2 separate regions of the Lactuca sativa genome follow, and region 2 is linked to region 1. A link is a contact called in public Hi-C data. All regions are on one chromosome and are shown on one strand. The core of a region is the stretch at or near the end of the contact, and the rest is flanking DNA. Distances in the headings are between cores, read along the strand shown. Region 1 holds the start of LOC111893078. Region 2 holds the start of LOC111893079 (40S ribosomal protein S23).

Region 1 (4,014 bases), core at 311-2,810:
TTAAATATGTGAAGTTTTTATAAAGGTTTAGATTGTGAACAGTAAAGTTACCTGCGATTTTAGAAGGTATGTGCTTTAGAGCTGCCCAAGTGTGGATAGCGCCACTAGAATACCCAAACACCCAGAATTTGTTGATTTCAAGAGCTTCTGTTAAGTGTAGAAGATCCATGGCTGATGAGTGAAGAGTCCGATTTGGGTGTGGATCGCTTTCCCCAAATCCAGGAAGATCATAAGTTACTAATCGAACACCGAATTCTTCCAGGAGTGACGATTTGATGCCTGGGATTCCTGTAAAACGAGAGTATCTTTAGTTCTTTGCAACATTCATGGTTTTTGTTTATCTGATTACAAGAACGTGAGAAGCAGTAGTTTAGTAGTGATTTCTACCTGAAAGACGAGAAGAGAGAAAGGCGTGAGGTGCGATTAGTGAATATCTAGCTTTGTCGGCAGGAACTCCTTGTTCATGATATGAGATGTTTCTACCATCGGGAAGTAGTATCCGATTTGCGCTAGGAGGATGTGATTGAACAAGTGGAATCGGAGTGTTTTCGTGTTTAATGTTCAAACTCAGAACTGCAGGAGATAAGAAGAATGTGAATCGGAAAGGGGAAAACTTATTCTGATGTTTTAATGGAGTTAAAGTCGAATTACCTGAGAGAGCGACGAGGAAAACGGATAAAATCACTGGCCAAGCATGAACGGGATGACGATCCTCCGGCAGAAAATCATTCAAAACACTCAATTTTCCGGCAACCACTCGACACGGCCCTTTCGTTTTTTTCACTATGTAAGAATCATCGGTTAATACACTCTGTAAAACTACATCCTTACAACCTTTCCCTAATTCAATCGCTATTTCTCCCCAAGCTTTCACGAACCCTTTCATTTGATCCTTAAGGCTCTCGGATTCGGATTCCACTCTTTCCCCTTCCATCGCGGATTTCAACTCAAACGACGGCGTTGAGAGGCCACTGAGAGTGTGATCGTCACCGGTGTATCGTATTCCGGTGTCCTCCACGAGACTCGCTAGCTCCTCCGTCCATGATTTCGGTCTCCCAATCTCCTCCATTTTTGTTTTTTTCTTCAAGTTCAGTGACTGCTTCACTACCACGTCAATGGCATCTTCACTTTCTAATTTCCGGATAGCAATCCGTTTTCAGATAATACCGACTGAAAATACAAGTATAGATAAAGAGCAAAAGTATGTGTGCAGATTTGCTTCAATCAGAAGATAAACACCAAAATCTGAGTAGGAATGAGAGCTTTACAAGCGTGAAACTCAATCTAGGAATAAATTATACGAAAAATTGCATAAACCCTACGCCATAAAGGGATTATTCTCGCTTTTTGCTTTACGACAAAAATGGTACAGTATAGCATGACACCGCATCACATATATAAACCGTCATTTCAGAGGTGGTCGGCGAATGGCTTGAGTATTGAAAACAAATTTCGAAGCTCATATGATCATAGGAAGCAGCCATTAATGGAGATTTCCTCGAGCTCCGATCTCTGTGCAAAGTTTTTTCTTGACTCGAAGTCTCTGTGGGATTGATATTGATTGAGATTTGATGATCTTCTTTTCGTTTTCTAGGTTTCTGGGGGTGGGGTAAAGGTCGGTGGTGGGGTCAGTTTGCAGGATATGATGCATGTTCCGTCAACGGCGTACCTAGATAATATCTTTCTTTTCTTTTTCTTTTAATTTGTTTAAGAAATTACACTTTTGTTTATAGTAGTCGTGATCAGGAACACATGGATATAAAGAATGTTTAAATCTGATTTTGTGTGAGAAAGTAATGATTTATCTAAGTTTCGCGTTCAACTCAATACAACAATGTGTGTCATAAAAATGAACTGAAGGTAGGTTGTTTTTTAGCCTAAGTGATCTAAACGAAAATCATAGTAATCGTAATTACAAAAGCATGCATGACCGAGGTTGTAGTCTCAATTAAAAATAACCTTAAAAACTCACTAGATAGCTAGGGTAAGTAAGGGTCAAATGTACGAGGAGTTTGTGGTTAAACTTTATGTTAATATAGTCATTGGAAAAAGTACTACTTGCAATTGTCACGAAATAAAATTAAACCAAATCTAAACTAAATAGATAGAAACTTTACGTTGCAAAAGGTTGTTAAAACAAATACTATGAATGAGAAAACAAGATACTTCCGGTTTAATTGTTCATATAGTTGGAAAAACACGTTTTTCTTCCCTTAAATTCCAATTAATTACCTAAACATAATTAAGATTCACTCGCGTGCAACAAATAATTTTAGGCACACTACATGTTATTCCAACTAGTTGTCTTACTCCCTATGTATAATTAGATTATGAACAATTGTGGTTTGGCGATAATGTGTCTTACGATTACATATTACAATGTTGAGCATATAATACCACAAATTCCAAAATAATGTATGTGGGTTTAAGCTGTAGCACCTAGTTCCTGGTATGAAAAATTTATCTAAGTATTTTGCATTTTTAGCATTGGACTCGGCGAGTTGTAGGCCCGACTCACCGAGTAGAGCCGGGATATGAGCACGTTTAAGTTGGCGACTCGGCGAGTCCATATTCTGGACTCGGCGAGTCCCCGATGTCTGATGAAACCCTAATTTCAAGGGTTTGCACCCTATTTAAACCATCATATGCGCCCCCAAGCTCGCCCCCTTCACCCTCAGAGCTCCCTATATCATCCTAACCTCGTTCCTTGTGAGATTGAAGTGTTTTGGTGTGATTTCTTGAAGATTTTTAGAGAAAAAGGAGAGTAGATCAAGAGGAGAAGAAGGAGGCCAAGCATCTTGGTGTTATTTCAGAGATTCCTTGAGGTATAACTCAGTTTCCTTATGTTTTAATGCTAAGGGTCCCTTAGAGCTCCACTAAAGTCCTTCTTGAGCCATTTCCAATCTTGATTATGAATTAGGGTTTATGATAAGTTGATTAACCTTTAGATCTAGGCATGATTAAGCTCCAGGAGGTCGGATCTACTGCCTTTATGGAGCCATATTGCATGAAAGCCCTAGATCTACTCTTTTAGTGCATTTTGAGCCCTAAAACCTTCATTGGTGTTTATTTACACGTAAAGTTAGAAACTTTACGTGTTAATCAAGCCCTAAAAACTCAGATCTATGTATGGCATGAGCTGGACTCAAGCAAAATCGAGTATATAGTAATTGCATGTGAAAGACTCGGCGAGTCGTTCATCTGACTCGGCGATTCGAGTCGCGAGTCCCCGAGTTTTCCTCTTTTCGTGTTTGCTGAGTGGGGTCGTGAGTCATGGGGGGTGACTCAGTGAGTCGGAAGCCAGACTCACTCATGGAGGAACTCGGCGAGTCAATGCCCTGACTCGGCGAGTCCAAGGAAATCTTCTTGCCTCAAGAACAGACTCGGCGAGTTGTTCATACAACTCGACGAGTCTTAGCATAGAATGTTCTTCGGATGAAGATGAACTCGACGAGTTGTTCATACAACTCGGCGAGTAGGATGAAGGACTATTGGACATCAGTTTAGAAGGAAAACTCGTCGAGTCAATGCCTAACTCGACAAGTAGAGACGGGATTATGGTCAATCGAATGGATAGGGACTCGACGATTTGGCGAGCCAACTCGGCGATTCGGGTCAACTGGAAGTTGACTTTGACTTTGACTCTTGGCTTGGTTAGGGGTAGATGGTCATTTTACCCTGAGGTCGTTTAGCAGTATTTGACTAAGTGTTTTGTGGGAATTATAGCCGGAGGATTTCCGGGGTAGCAGCAGCAGAAGGCAGTCAATTCCCACGCAGATCAGCAACTATCTTGAGGTGAGTTACCTTCCAGTAGCGGTGGGTCTACAGCCACAATGTCGGCCCACCAGTAGGGGTTGTATGATAGATGATTGTCTCTGTGATATTCATCTAGGGTTGCTACTACCTGTGATGTGATTATGTGTTGGTATGATTGATGTTATGTGCTAGTGATAGTAGGGGGAGATAGTCCCCAACTTACCAGTCGATAGGGCTGAAGGGGCGGTCATGCCCAAC
Region 2 (3,997 bases), core at 1,158-3,657, 190 kb after region 1:
AAATGTGAAGCCCAATCACTGAGTACACTTGGCGTACTCAGCTATACGTTAACTGTACACACTGCATGGCTTGTACGTTGTGTGTACGAGCTTGTACGCCCAACGTACTTACCCATTAAGCCATCTCTCTATTAAGCTCTTAATTCCTTAGTGCAATGGTCCTAATCACAGATATGAGTCGTATTCAACATCTAGAACCATAAAAGTCTTTGACTTGGTGGCTTTGCATGCCCCAAATGACCCAAACTCGACATGTAACACTCTACTTCCATAAAATGGACTCAAATTCATGCATGGGTGGGTTTCGAACCCAAAGGTGCTAACTTTAAGGCTTAGAAGTCTCAAAAACGTCAAGAGGGCAACTCATAACTTCTGGTATAGCATCAAGCCACCAAAACTTATTCATGGGACCAAAAGTTAACCAAAATCAAGCTAGAACTAGATCTAAGCTATAATACAACAAGTTCAAAGCTTTATACCTTTAATGAGTGCCAAATGATGATGATGATGATGTTTTGGATCTTCAAGTTCTCACTCCTCCAATGAAGCTTCAAGATGATCCCTTCCTTCAAAACACTTAAGATACACTCAAAAATACCTTCCAAGCTCAACAACAGTCAATAATGGAGTTAGGGTTTTGTGGACGCTGTTTAAGGACTAGAGGGAGGCTGGTGGGAAAGATCATTGGGACATAATGTTCTTTAAATAGTGTTCAAACCCTAAATATCAGGGTTTTGGGGTCTGGACATGTATGTCGAGCGTACGTGCATGACATCCGCGTCCCCTTTTCACTAGTACGTCCAGCGTACATAAGGTGGTACGCCCCGCGTACGGCACACCTTGAGTCCAAAAATGGTTAACTCCGATGACTTCGAGGCCCAGAATCAAAATAAATAAATAACCAACTTAAATAAATACCTTAGAGCCATCGTGTGTTACGGTATCTCAAAAGAAAAACATAAAACAGTGGAGAAATTATGCATTTGAACCCCCTTGTTTTTTAATGGAATGAATGAAATATTTATCAATTATCATTTATCAAAGAAATATATTATATAAATGTGGAAATAAAATTTTTTATTGTACAAAACCAAAACATAAAAGGGTTTTTATTGTACAAAATCATAAAATATAATGGTTTTATTGTATAAAAAACAACATAATGTTTTTTTTTACACATAAGAGGATAATATGTTAGGTGTTGTTTGTTTTTTTTAGGCAAAATGTCTGCAGTCTGCGGATCACATCTGTAGACATCTGCAGCAGAAGAGGTGGACCAAACGTCTGAAGTCTGCAAAAAGAAGACTGTTTGTTTTTTTAACATCTGCAGACTATTAAAATAAACTAAAATCTAAATAAACTGATTTTTTAAACTACAAAGTGATTTTTAATATATTTATGACTTTGTTATAAATAAATAACACATCTAAATAGACTTTTATGTATTATTGTATAAAAATTGAAAATAAAAATGGTACAAATTAACGTATAGATTTTATAAAAACCAATAATTTTGGTCGCAAAGTTATGCCTAAACATTGTAATTAGGAATCAAAGAATTTGATATATAAATGAATGAAAAAAAAACTTCGATTTTTTCAATTAAATCAATTAAAAACGTGCAATAATTATTTTTTCTAAGAAGTTAACGATGCTTTATTAAATGATATTTTATAAAATTTGGGACAAAAAATATGAGAATATATTATTATTTTTTTATATTTATATAAACAACTTCAACGACCATTATTGTAATAAACTTTTAATTATAAATTTGTCAAAAATATCATGTTTGTGTCGTCGAATTTTTTTTTAAGTATTGTAATTTTTTTTTTCAAATTGTTTATCACTAATAAAATTGGAATAAATATAAATTAAAAAAAAACTAAAAGAAATAAAGTATATGTGTTTTTTTAGGCTAGAAGATGTTAGAAGACTCTGGTCCACATATACGCCAAGAAGAGGGCGCGCAGACATTTTTAGGTCTGCAGTCTTCAAAAAAACAAACAGTCTGTGAAAACTAATGTCTACACGTGGTCTGTGCCGCGCAGACAGAAAAGGCTAAGAAGGTCTGCGGACAAAAAACAAACACCACCTTAGATTTTTTTTTTTTAAATCACGATCGGTAATTAATCGACGATCAAGGGTTTACCGTTTAAAAAGCGTTATTATAGACATGATAGATTTTTTTCAATCATTCGAAGATGATATGTTAGGATTTTTTTAGTGATTTTTTTTTTTCGTTTTGCTTCTTCTTATTTTCCTTTTTTCTAATAGGCCGTAAAAAACATTTAGTTTTTGTTAATTATTTTTGTTAAAATAACAACGGCTCGGCCCAATTACAAGGCCCAAAAAAAGAGTCATTGGTTGGCCCACTCTGTTTCGCACAATCGTCATTAGTCATGACCCACCCATATAAAAACATGATCTCTGCTTCATTCGTCACAAGAAGTAGGGTTTTTATCACAAGGCAGCCGCTTCTTCTTCAAGGTCTCGCTCGGAACCTACGCGCCGTCAGCGTTTCACTCAAATCTCGCAAACATGGGGTAAGCACCACCGTCTTTGATCATATCTATCTTCTGCTTCTTCTCTTGAATGTGTTCTGTTTTTGTCAAAATTGTATTCGTGGATTATATGAGTTCATATACATGATTCCAGTAGTTATTTGCTCATTGGATACAGTTTCGTTGATAACTAAACCGGATACATGAATCAAACACTGTTTTAGCTTAATCAACGTACGAAACAGATTTGGAAGATCACAATTCGCTATTTTTGTTTATTATTATGATTTGAAATAGTGTTTAGATCTAGTAAGTCGGAAACCGGCTTAGATTTCATATTGATATACATATGCGGACTGTGAATACATAACTTGACATGAGTATACTTCTTCGATGATTCGATGTGATCAAAATCCGAAAAGGAGTTAAGCAATTTGATAACTGTATATGGTTTTTTCATGGTGAGGTTGTTTGCTCATAGTGATTGAATTTGCAGAAAGACACATGGAATGGGAGCTGGACGCAAGCTGAAGTCACATCGCCGCAGACAAAGATGGGCTGACAAATCATACAAGAAGTCTCACCTTGGTAACGAATGGAAGAAACCATTCGCTGGTTCTTCTCACGCTAAAGGCATCGTCCTTGAGAAAATGTAAACCCTAAATCCTCAAATTCGTGTATTCATTTCTCAATTCCAAAACCTAAACTTTCTCCATTTTGACAGTGGTATTGAAGCTAAGCAGCCTAACTCTGCTATCCGAAAGTGTGCCAGAGTTCAACTCATCAAGAATGGAAAGAAGATTGCTGCTTTCGTCCCCAATGATGGTTGCTTGAACTACATTGAAGAAAACGTTCGTACCCAATTGTGTTCTTTCAATTTCACACTTGTGTGAATTCTTTCATGATGTGTATAATTTGTGATTGTTTGTTTGACAGGATGAAGTTTTGATTGCTGGATTTGGACGTAAGGGACATGCTGTGGGAGATATTCCTGGAGTTAGGTTCAAGGTGGTGAAGGTTTCTGGTGTTTCACTTTTGGCTCTTTTCAAGGAGAAGAAGGAGAAGCCAAGATCTTAAGTGATATTTCTGAGGAGGTTTTACTGGTGACTTTTGTCTTAGTTTTGATATGTTTGTTGAAGAGTTCAAATGGAATTGTGGTTTTAGATTTGTGTTTGCAGAGGGCAGACGATTTGTTCTTGTTTTGTAATGTGATTTTGGTAAACACAATTTATTTAGATAACTGTTTTTGCCTACTTTTATACTGCTTTCTATTAGTGAATGTGTTGTTGCTTTTTTTTTGTGTATGAATTGTTTGAAATTTTGAATATCCGTATCTTAGTAGAAAGAATTTATATATTTTATAAAAATATTAAAGTCCCACTTTACCTTAACTTACAAAATAAAGTTTTTCAAATTCTTTAACAAAATATCGATAAACAACAAATAAAGGTTTGTGATATGTTTAAAATATTTTAATTAAAAACCTTAACTAA

Evidence for each region. Hi-C and Micro-C count contacts between places; a contact is called where the count stands out from the background.
Region 2: a Hi-C map of bud shows a contact between it and region 1, with 9 times the contacts expected there. The contact joins the promoter of LOC111893079 here to the promoter of LOC111893078 in region 1. A contact is called at or near these places in 2 of 4 Hi-C or Micro-C datasets (bud and seed).

What each region holds. Positions count from the first base shown.
Region 1 is chr6:43,187,651-43,191,664 of Lsat_Salinas_v11, forward strand. LOC111893078 reads right to left here and starts at 1,561. Exons shown (of 6, transcript XM_023889153.3): 1 at 652-1,561; 2 at 388-573; 3 at 52-288. The coding sequence starts at 1,069.
Region 2 is chr6:43,373,750-43,377,746 of Lsat_Salinas_v11, forward strand. It overlaps LOC111893079 (40S ribosomal protein S23), which reads left to right and starts at 2,408. Exons shown (of 4, transcript XM_023889155.2): 1 at 2,408-2,546; 2 at 3,001-3,156; 3 at 3,229-3,355; 4 at 3,441-3,757. The coding sequence starts at 2,542. The coding sequence ends at 3,581. LOC111893057 (PWWP domain-containing protein 5) reads right to left here. Exons shown (of 2, transcript XM_023889128.3): 2 at 3,462-3,997.